Regions from separate parts of the Rattus norvegicus genome. Here region 1 is linked to region 2. Evidence: chromatin contacts called from public Hi-C data. All regions are on one chromosome and are shown on one strand. The core of a region is the stretch at or near the end of the contact, and the rest is flanking DNA. Distances in the headings are between cores, read along the strand shown. Region 1 holds the start of Xrcc4 (X-ray repair cross complementing 4). Region 2 holds the start of Vcan (versican).

Region 1 (4,802 bases), core at 1,866-4,365, 340 kb after region 2:
TCACTTGTATCCCAGTGTTGCTCATTCTCTTGTCTGCCATTGATAAACAGGCAAGTAAATAGGTACAGTTATTAGAGGTTTGGGGTAGGCAGGGCAAGTCTTATTCCCTTTCCACACGTGATCTGACTGGATTTCAATTCTGAGCATATTTTTCAATTAGGAAAGACTATACATGAGCTGGACCGGTGGTATCTTATGTGAGAACATCCTGACTCTGTTTAAATTAAAATAGAAGAGTTAGAAACAGCTTGACCTTAATAAACCCTATGTTACAGAATTAGAGGTTTTAATGGTTCCCACTTTTTGTTTCTTTTTTCAGTCTTTGTGTCACAAAATTGGTCAGATTCCTGCTTTTTAAAATTATGTCTCAAAAGTATGTTAGGTTGTAGGATTCTGAGTGCACCACCTTACCTCGAAGATTACATCTAAGACAATAAGAACAGCAATCGAAAAGTTGTGACTTGCAAGTAGAATCCGGGGTTTATTGTAGTATATCAGTGTTGGTAATATTCAAACAAAACGTATGTGTAATTATCTAGGAGTCATGGGGGAAGAGAACAGGTAGCAATCAAAACCAAAACAACCTACTTTCAATTTATGTATTTGGTTGCGAATTAGAAAACACACAAAGATAGATAGAAAGATAGAAAGATAGATAGATAGATAGATAGATAGATAGATAGACAGACAGACAAATAGACATAGATATGGTAGATAGATGATAAATAAAAATGAGTACCAATAAGTAAGATGGATAACTAAAATTTAAAAAACCCTCAAACACTATCAATATCAGAAATAAAAAAAATGGAAAATGTAGAGAAAGTGGTCTGGCAGCATAAGAAGCCAAATTAATTTTAAACCTTTTATTGTGTAAATAACATCTGTGATGGCTTACATATTCTCATCCAAGAGAGTGGCACTATTAGAAGGTATAGCCTTGTTGGAGGAAGTGTGTCACTGTGGGGTGGGCTTGGAGACCCTCCTCCTAACTGCCTGAGGATGCTCAATCTGTTCCTGGCTTCCTTCGGGTGAAGATGTAGAACTCAGCTCCTCCTGCACCATGCCTGCCTGGATGCTGCCATGTTCCCTCCTTGATGATAATGGACTGAACCTCTGAACCTGTAAGTCAGCCCCAGTTAAATGTTGTCCTGATAAGAGTTGCCTTGGTCATGGTGTCTGCTCACAGCAGTAAAACCCTAACTAAAACAACATCTAACAATCAAAACATTTTCAATCATTAGCCCTCCACCCAAGGATGAAAATTGAATGAACACTATAGCACTATTTATCAATTAATTATTTATATGCATTTATTCATTTAATCCCCAAAACAGTGAGGAAAGCTAACCACACTTTTACAGAGAACTATAAATTTCTCATTTTATATACAACTTTGTGGATATCATGACATGAAGATTGAAAACATTCCTCCACATGCAGAGAAGACAATGTTTACATAATGGAGTAACATAGTCAATTTCTACTGTTAGCAGGAAAATGTCTCATGATGATTAGAAATGAAAATCACAGCAGAGCTACCAGAAGAGGAAATAAAGAAAAATTATTTGAAATTGTGATTATCATTCACTTGCAACAAAATTCAAAATCAAGGGTTCCGTGTGCCTAATCGCCATGCAGCTGCCCCCACAGGTCTTACTGTTAGATTAATTTGCTATGTTACATGAATATCATAAATAATATACACACATGTCCAACTTTACCTCCTGATACCATGTACTTCTATGAATATCTCAACAATTAACAAGTTATTTGCTACTATTCAGAAACTGAGATATATAAGAAACTATGGCCTAAATTATCCATAAGTACAACAAACCAATTGCTATCTTCAACAACCTTAGCCTCCCTTTCTCTTTACTAGAGCCTGAAGCATAGCCTCATGAAGAAAGGTCAACCTTAAGTGTCAAACGGAGCTGAAGTACATATTTTCTACAACTACATTGGAACATTTATGTTTAGTTAACTTAAATACTATTTTTGAGATTATTCAATGACAATCATTTCCTATTGGACTAATCTCCAGCCCCCCACTAAAATACTCAAAGAAACATCCCTTCTTCTTCTACAGTCTGCTGATACCACTCAGATGCAGATCCTTACTTTGAGTATTGGACCAACGAATATAGCAATTGAGTATACCTGATTTTAAAAATGATGTTATGATTTCAAGCAAAATCTTGGATGCCATGCAGTAATAAACAACAATCACATATAACATAGCACTGAGTAAAAATATTGTGATGCCATAAGCGCTGGATTCTCATGATTCAGCTAAATAGAGCTCAGAAATCAGCATGTCACATCAGTGTCCTTCACTAATGTTTTCTATTTATCTTTTAGGTCATTATGTAACATTGGGTAACATTCTGAATAAAAACTAGAACCATATTGCGGGAGGGGGGGCAATTATTTAAACACATAATTTTGATATACTAGGAACAGTGAGGAAAGTGATGGACTTCAGAATCATTCCAAGAACTCATATAAAATTGAACACATCAGATTACACCTTCCTCGTATCTACAAAACTCATAAAGAAAACCAGAAGTGAAAGAGTGTCTCACCCAGTGGTTTTATACTAGCCAATTCTTCCCCTTAGGAATGGGCCATTCCTTTCCAGTAGCTACCAGAGTTCTTTCCCTCTGCCCAGGGCCTAGAATGTCTAACTAAGACCCGGATTCAGAGTGTCCAAAAGGGAGGGGGGCCAGCAAAGTCCAGTATTGGGTGGTGGGAGGGGGTGGTGGATCATCATATAGAACGCAGCCTTCTGAATACAAATCTACATCACACAGCAACACGGCCTATTTCCAATGAGCCTCTCACTACTGAAAATTCCACGAGACACAAAAAGAGAAAGTTAGGAGGGAGCCCAACAGGTGCTCACCTTGGGGAAATCTGATATCCACAAACAAAAGGCTCAGGGGTCACAGACCGGGTGAAAAACACGCACAGAGCAGCTTTAAAGCTAAGATCCGAGAACTACAGGAGGTTGACATAGAAAGAAAAGACGAGGAAAGCGCAAGAAAAATAGCACTGCTAGTGGAAAGACACCACAGCCACTTCCGGGCCCTACCTCTCAGTGACTCCACTTCCGGTCTTTTAAAAAAAATTGTGGACACCCAGCTTTAAACCTGGGCGCCCAATGAGAGAATCCGCTAATACCGTGGTTTGTAAGTAGTAGACCAAGCCCCACCTCTTCCGGTAACAGAAGCCTATCACGGACTCCGAATGGCGCGGCATGGGCGGAGGCACTGCGATAGGCCCAACCGGACCGCTGGAGCGAGCGGGAAGCGCAGCGGGCGTGCATCCTCTTCCGCCCCGGCCCGGAAGGGTGATGTGGCTGGACCAGCACCGGCCTCACTATGGTAAGAACATGCGCTGCCTGGCCGCGGTTGAGTTTCTCGGAGGGGCCGCGGCTCGCGCGGGGCGGCGGGGATGGTGCGGGCGCTGTGGGGCGCGGGAGCCCTGGCTCTAGTGTGATTCTCCCGGGACCCGAGGGTGCACAGCCCGGGAGTCATGCGGCCCGGGATGCTCAACTTGGAGCATCAGGCCAACAGACCTAGGAAGAGCCCGGGTGATGGAGTCGGCCCCTCGCAAAGAGGCCGACTTGCTACGTTGTTTAGTGGAATTGCGGTGGTATTCCACTAAACCGATTGCGACCAGTTACAAATATCTGTACGGATGATATCCACTTTGAAAATGCTGGATTCCCCGTTTCCACTTTTCCCCTTTGTTATGTGTTACGTGTGTCACCCCAACCTGTATCTTTAAATAGTAATGAATGGATTGTCGCTTTTCTTAACACTAATCCTACCCTTTCCGTTTTACCTGTTGAAGCAATGTTGAGGTAGAGCCCCTCCCTCATTGTTCTTTCAATTCTAATGACGCTTCTTTGTAAAGGAAGGTTTTTAATGGTTTCACTTTTCCTACCAAGGTGTGTCTGCCTTGTAGGAGCTTAACCACCACCCTCATTGGGAGTTCCTATGTGTGGTGTTATGAATTCTTTAATAGTGTAGACCTCAGAAGGCTTGCACTGTAAATCACAAACAGCAGCAAAGGTCAGGACAAGGAAGAGAAAGTCCCTGTGGCCAGGGCATAGATAAAAGTAGACATTAGTAATAAATCATTAAAACTTTGTGCATCTTATCAGTGTTAGGGTAAATGCCAGATCTCCCTGCACTGCCACTTTGGTGAGTTTAGAAGCTATTTATAACCATATTTCTAGAGAAAGCATGTTTGTATTATCTCAAAAACAGCCAGGACGCCCCCGCCCCCACTAGACACCACACTGTACAGTAAGAAGATACTGAATTTGAGTTCCCAGAAGTGTCTTGAGAATCTCCTATAGCCTTGATCAAAAGCTCAAGTAGTCCTTCCTGCTTTCTTGACAGTGATGTACGTGTAGGCATTTATATTTAATCATATGTTGGAATTTCCTTCCTGCGCAAGATTAGCACCTTGTAAAGGAGGTAGCCTTTATATGTTTGTTGTATATATTTGTTCTCTGGGTAAGGATTTTATTATCCATTGTAACCTTTTTTTTTCTCTCTACTGCAGAATAATATATACTTGGTCAAAAAGATGCTGTTAATAAGCTGTTAGGAAACTTGAAAAATTGCTTTCTTGCCTAATTACCTAGAAACAAATAGAATCACTTTGCTCTTAGAAGGAGTCAAAGGTACATGTTTCATCCTCTCCTACTTAGGAAAAATCAAGTTAATTTAAAATGGGCAGTATTTTAACTTGTTCCAAAAATAACAAGCTTTAGTTATTAGTAC
Region 2 (5,014 bases), core at 85-2,584:
TCAACTCAAGTGGAGAAATGGGAGCGGGAGAAGATACAGAAGGGAACTGGGGACTGCTGTAATCCAGGCGAGAAGACTAGACCAATTGGTCCCCAACTCGGGTCCCCACGCCACCTTTGTCTGGAAAGTCTCTGGGTCCTGGTTTGCTGGTAAAGATCGGGGGACAAGTCCTCATTTCGCTTTCCAGAGCGAGGGGGGAAATACTGCACACCCCTCCGGTTCGGGGAAAGCTTTCCCGCCCAGGAGCCTCCCAGACCTCTACGGTGTTCCAACAACCCCACCCCCATCCATTGCGCCTTCCCTGCTGGCTCGGGCGCACCACGCGCAGGACAAAAGAACACAGGGGCAACGCGAGAGAGCTTTGACAGCCCCCAAGTCATCAAAGAAACGCAGCCCCAGGACCCAGCCCAACCCCTGCCAGATAACCCTCCACATTGCCTGAGGGGTGGGGTGTGGGGAGGAACGGTCTTGTCCGCGCAGGTCCGGGGCAGCTAAAGTACCTCGCTACCTTGTCAAGAGCTGCCCAGGGGTGGCTTTCCAGGAACCAGAGATACTGACCACACACCAGGAGCCAGGAAGCCAGGTGGTCTGCCCTAAGGTGGTTTCAGGGGCTTGTATTTGGACAAGTTTGGGGAGTCTCCATTCAAACTTTTGCCTCGACCAGTTTAAAGACAACAAAAATCAAGGTGTGAGGAGTCCCTCCCATTCTTCAAACTCCAGATAGCAGGACTTTTCTAGGATTTCTCTACAAAACTCCTTCCCCCCTATTCCGTTCGTTCTTTTCCTCTACCCCACCCCGGACTTCTTTTGTCTAGAGATTTTTCAGCACCAGGGTCTATCTGAATTCCTCTCTTTAACAAGCCTCTTTCAAAGTTACCTTCACGTTTCAAAGTGCGAACATTTTCTTAACTTCTCCTTAGGGCTAGTCCTCTTGGCTTTAATTAAAGCCCTCCTCCGATTGTAATGTACGTCTTTTCCCCCCACTAAGCTGGGCGGTTTTCGTTTCCCAACAAGTTTTCCTCCCTTTCTTTTAAATGGGGGAACAAAAGAAATGTGATTACCTTGAAAGGCGGCTTACTGCAGTTTGGGGGGGAGATTCACTGCTGAGCTGTGAGAATGGGCTCCGCGTTGCCCCGGCAGATCACATAGGAAGCGCGGTGGCCTGGGGAAGGATGCGGCGAGTGCGGGACAGAGCTGGAGAGGAGGGAGGATGCGCAGCTCGCGGCTGATCCCGGTTCCGGCGCCGGTCCTCAGCACCTAATGCTCGCAGCTGCTGCGCCCGCGCGCCTTGAGTTCTTCACCCAGAAAGGCTCGGGGCAGCTCGCCTGCAAGTTCAAATGCGGGTTGTGACACCCACCGTCATTATATCACTGTACCGTCAGAGCTGAGGAGGAGACTCAGCAAGAAGGAGGAGGGAGAGGAGGAGGGTTCATTCACAGGCTCCTGAAGCGCTCTGCAGCTCCAGCCACTCCAAAGAGCCCTGGCTTGGAAACAGGCGGAGGGGCGGAAAGGAGCTCCCAGAGCCTGCGGTAGGGACCGCCTGCCTCCCTCGCCAGGCACTCCCACCTCTCAGCTTTTCTTCCTGATGAGAAGTACCAATCGGCTGGGGGGGAAATCCGTGCTCCTCATTCGGCGACTCGGTACCACCTCGCTGTGCAGTCTTAAACAACTGCCTTCCCAGCCTTCCCCACCCGACCCCCCTCTTCCCCGCCCTGCGCTGCTACTTCTGAATTAGGGGGAGGGAGTCCCCAGCCTCTGGTGCGGCCCGCAAGCATGGAGCAATTAAGTATGGTCAGTTCTTAGTAGCGGACCGGACTATATAAAATCAGCCAAGAACTTGCATATAATGTGTTTTTGTGACCACGGAGCTTGTTCATCCCACCAGAAGAGGTGTCAGGATCAACGCTCCTGCCAACCTGAAAGAGATACTGAGAAAGTGAGATCCGAGCCCCAGGGAGACGCAAAAGCATTTCGTGGCTGCTCTCCCTAGGAAACTGCCCAATGGGGAGCCCGCGGCATCAGGCCCTACACAAAGACCCTGGCAATAAAGGACTGGACAGGAAATCCCCCCAGGCAACCCCTTGTCCCATTCAAAGAGAATCCTTTCTCTGACACAAATCCGCATCTTTCCTTAAATGTACTTCGCTTCCTTCCTTCTTCCACCCCTCTGTCACAGGATCTCTTGGAGAATTTTCTGCCTAATTCAGATTTCTTAGACTTATCAATGTTTCCATTTTGTCAGTAAACCGAATCTTTCATGTTCGCATTTTTTTTCCTACTCAGGCTTGTCCATAGATGTAAACAACATCAATATAGAGAAGCATACCCTTCACTGAATCACAAAAGACTCCATTAGGGCCTTAAAGAGCAAAGGGTCAAACAGTTAATACAAAGGATTTCTGCCCCTCAGAAAAGGGTGACTTTGAATTTTCTGTTACTTTGAAGTCTAGTATGATTTTATGCAGAGAGGACAAAGTAAGTTCGAAAGACATGTCAAAGTAACTCTCCGGGTACTGAAACAATTACAAACTTCTCCTCCTACACCAATATGGAAATATCCTTGTAATTATTGGCTCTGGATGTTTTGCTTAGAAAATTACATCAAGCACAGGGCTTGAGAAACGGTAGTGATTAACGCAGAAAGTTTGTCTTTACTCTGGATTTCTTTAATTAGATTGGCTACAACCACAGTTGTAAACTCATAACCTAGACTCCTCAGCATGTGGATTTTTTCCCCAAAGGTTTATAGATCCAATATAATGATAGATCTTAAGTGACAAACTTGTGGTAGATTTGTCAATATAATTTCATATCGGATGTGTATTTCATGTACCCTTTAAGGCAGCACTCACAAGAATGAGCGACATAACTATGCTATGGGCCATTTAGAAATCAGTTTGGCTTAACCTTTATGCAATGATTATGCTGCCATTACTAAAATTGAAATCTCATCCTACTTATTGTTTAGAGTGGAAGCCACATCTTGACAACAGACTTCAGCCCCTGCATTTAACACACCAGCACAAGCAGGTACCAAAAGTGACTCACCCAAGCTTACACAGACCAGGGATGCTTATCAGAACACAACTTTTGAACTAGCAGGAATCCATTCAGAAAGAAGAAAAGTAAAATAAAATGAATTTCCACTGGAATTTATAGTCCAGGCATTGGGATGGATAGATTTCTCTCCGAAATGCTTCAAGTTGTTGTTATTATCTAATTCTTAAATTCAAGTGGACCTAGTTTGAGTTTTACAGTTAAGTGGTTTGCCCAAGGCTACGTTGTGACAGATCATTGGCCTAAGAGCTTATCAACTCTGTTACCCTGCTCTCCCTTCAGAATACACGTGAATAAACAAGTCTACAAAGACGTAGGGCAGAACCCAGCAACTATTAATAGATTGGTATCTGTTTCCCTGTCATGCTAATGATCAGTATTTACTGCAAATATGTACCCGTGATGGGGCATCATAAAAAGTCATTGCTCGGAATCGTTTTCATTGGATACTATATCTTGTGCACTGTGTTTGTTCTACTTTGTCTCCTTTTTTAAACTTTATTTCCTTAGCTGGCTAACAGTCACAGTCCCTCCCTCATGTCATCTATAGACAAGTGGTGTACAGTGAAAAAAAACACTTTTTTAGGCAGGGTCAACTCACTAAGGGATGGACAGCAGTGACGAGCTTTAACCGCAAGCCTTGCCACTTCCTTGACTCCGAAGTTATTATTTAGAAAACTAAATACCTTCTAAAGCTGTCCAATAACACAGTGATACATAGCTTAATATCTACTTTCTTTCCCCAAGGTTGATCCTCTCCTTTGGCTACCTGAAATAAAGAACTTTCTTTTTCTTTTTAAGTTAAAAAAACAAGGTATCTTTAGGATAATCTATAAATACATTGAATTTTGAGTTTTCTGTGTGTTCCTGTCTGTCTTTCTGTCTTCTCTGTTTATCTTTGTCTCTCTATCTCTTTGGATGTATGCATGTGGCGAATATGTGTGTCAGTGTTTTCTCGTATGCATATGTGAAAGTGGAATCCAAATCTTAACACCTGACATCTCCCTAAGTCATCTCTATATTTTTATTATCATCATCATTATTACTATTATTATTATTATCATTGCTATCGTCATTACTGAGATAGAGTCCATTTGCTTCTGTCTCCCAAACACTGTGGTCACAGACATGAGCCACGGTGTCCTGCTTTTTTATGTAGGGCAAGGTATCCAAATTCAGGTCCTTTTGCTTGTGCCCTGATAGCACTTCATCTTTTAGCCATCTCCTCAACCCAGATGTAAGTGTTCTTGAAGACTTTCTTTCTTTTGAGAAAATTAGAAAGCAGCTATTTGAGATTCTCCAATATCTGACAAAATTCCTAGAACTTTATGGGAAATATTGTTTTATAGCTTTTAATGCTATAATATATTTACACATATATTACGATCAAGTCTAAATCTAGTTAAGATCTCCTTGTGTGAGCACGCTCCTGAGATCATGTCCTCATACAGAGGATGTTGGGTATGTAAATTTCAGAATCTCAGGCAGATGAAGCAAGATATTCATTCAGATTGCTGGCGTCTACGTGGAATTAAAAGCCTGAGGCACTATTCGTTTCTGCCTTGCTTTGATCTAGTCTTAAGGAACTTGGCTGAGCTTGGAGACAACCACCCAAGAACTTGCAGCAGAAAAAGATATAGGTGGCAGGTGTCTCCGGGAACCCCATTATCTACATCTGCACTCCTTGCTAAGGTCTGTTAGGATCGAATTGCAGTGTCTTCCTGCTGATGATTGGGTGAAGCACTTCTAGACATGGCAATATCTGTTGCTGGGCTCTGGATCAGCCTGTCCTATTCAAACTGAAAAAACAAAGAGTTCATGTTTCTGCACCCTGATCTTAGGCACCACCAGACAAACCGTGCTGCTTGCATCATTAAAGGAAGCTACAGATGACAAATGCACCCGAGAGAGTGTTTTTCTTTTCCTTTTTAATTCCAAGGAGAAAGCCAGTTCCTCA

The links. Hi-C and Micro-C count contacts between places; a contact is called where the count stands out from the background.
Region 1: a contact with region 2 is called in a Hi-C map of the A7r5 cell line, with 4 times the contacts expected there. The contact joins the promoter of Xrcc4 here to the promoter of Vcan in region 2. A contact is called at or near these places in 3 of 12 Hi-C or Micro-C datasets (the A7r5 cell line, Schwann cells and mammary epithelial cells) and 1 of 1 datasets of contacts at active chromatin or transcription factors (oligodendrocytes).

What each region holds. Positions count from the first base shown.
Region 1 is chr2:22,929,698-22,934,499 of GRCr8, forward strand. Xrcc4 (X-ray repair cross complementing 4) reads right to left here and starts at 3,116. Exons shown (of 8, transcript NM_001006999.1): 1 at 3,098-3,116. It overlaps Tmem167a (transmembrane protein 167A), which reads left to right and starts at 3,330. Exons shown (of 4, transcript NM_001399682.1): 1 at 3,330-3,389. The coding sequence starts at 3,387.
Region 2 is chr2:22,594,523-22,599,536 of GRCr8, forward strand. It overlaps Vcan (versican), which reads right to left and starts at 1,335. Exons shown (of 15, transcript NM_001170558.1): 1 at 1,062-1,335.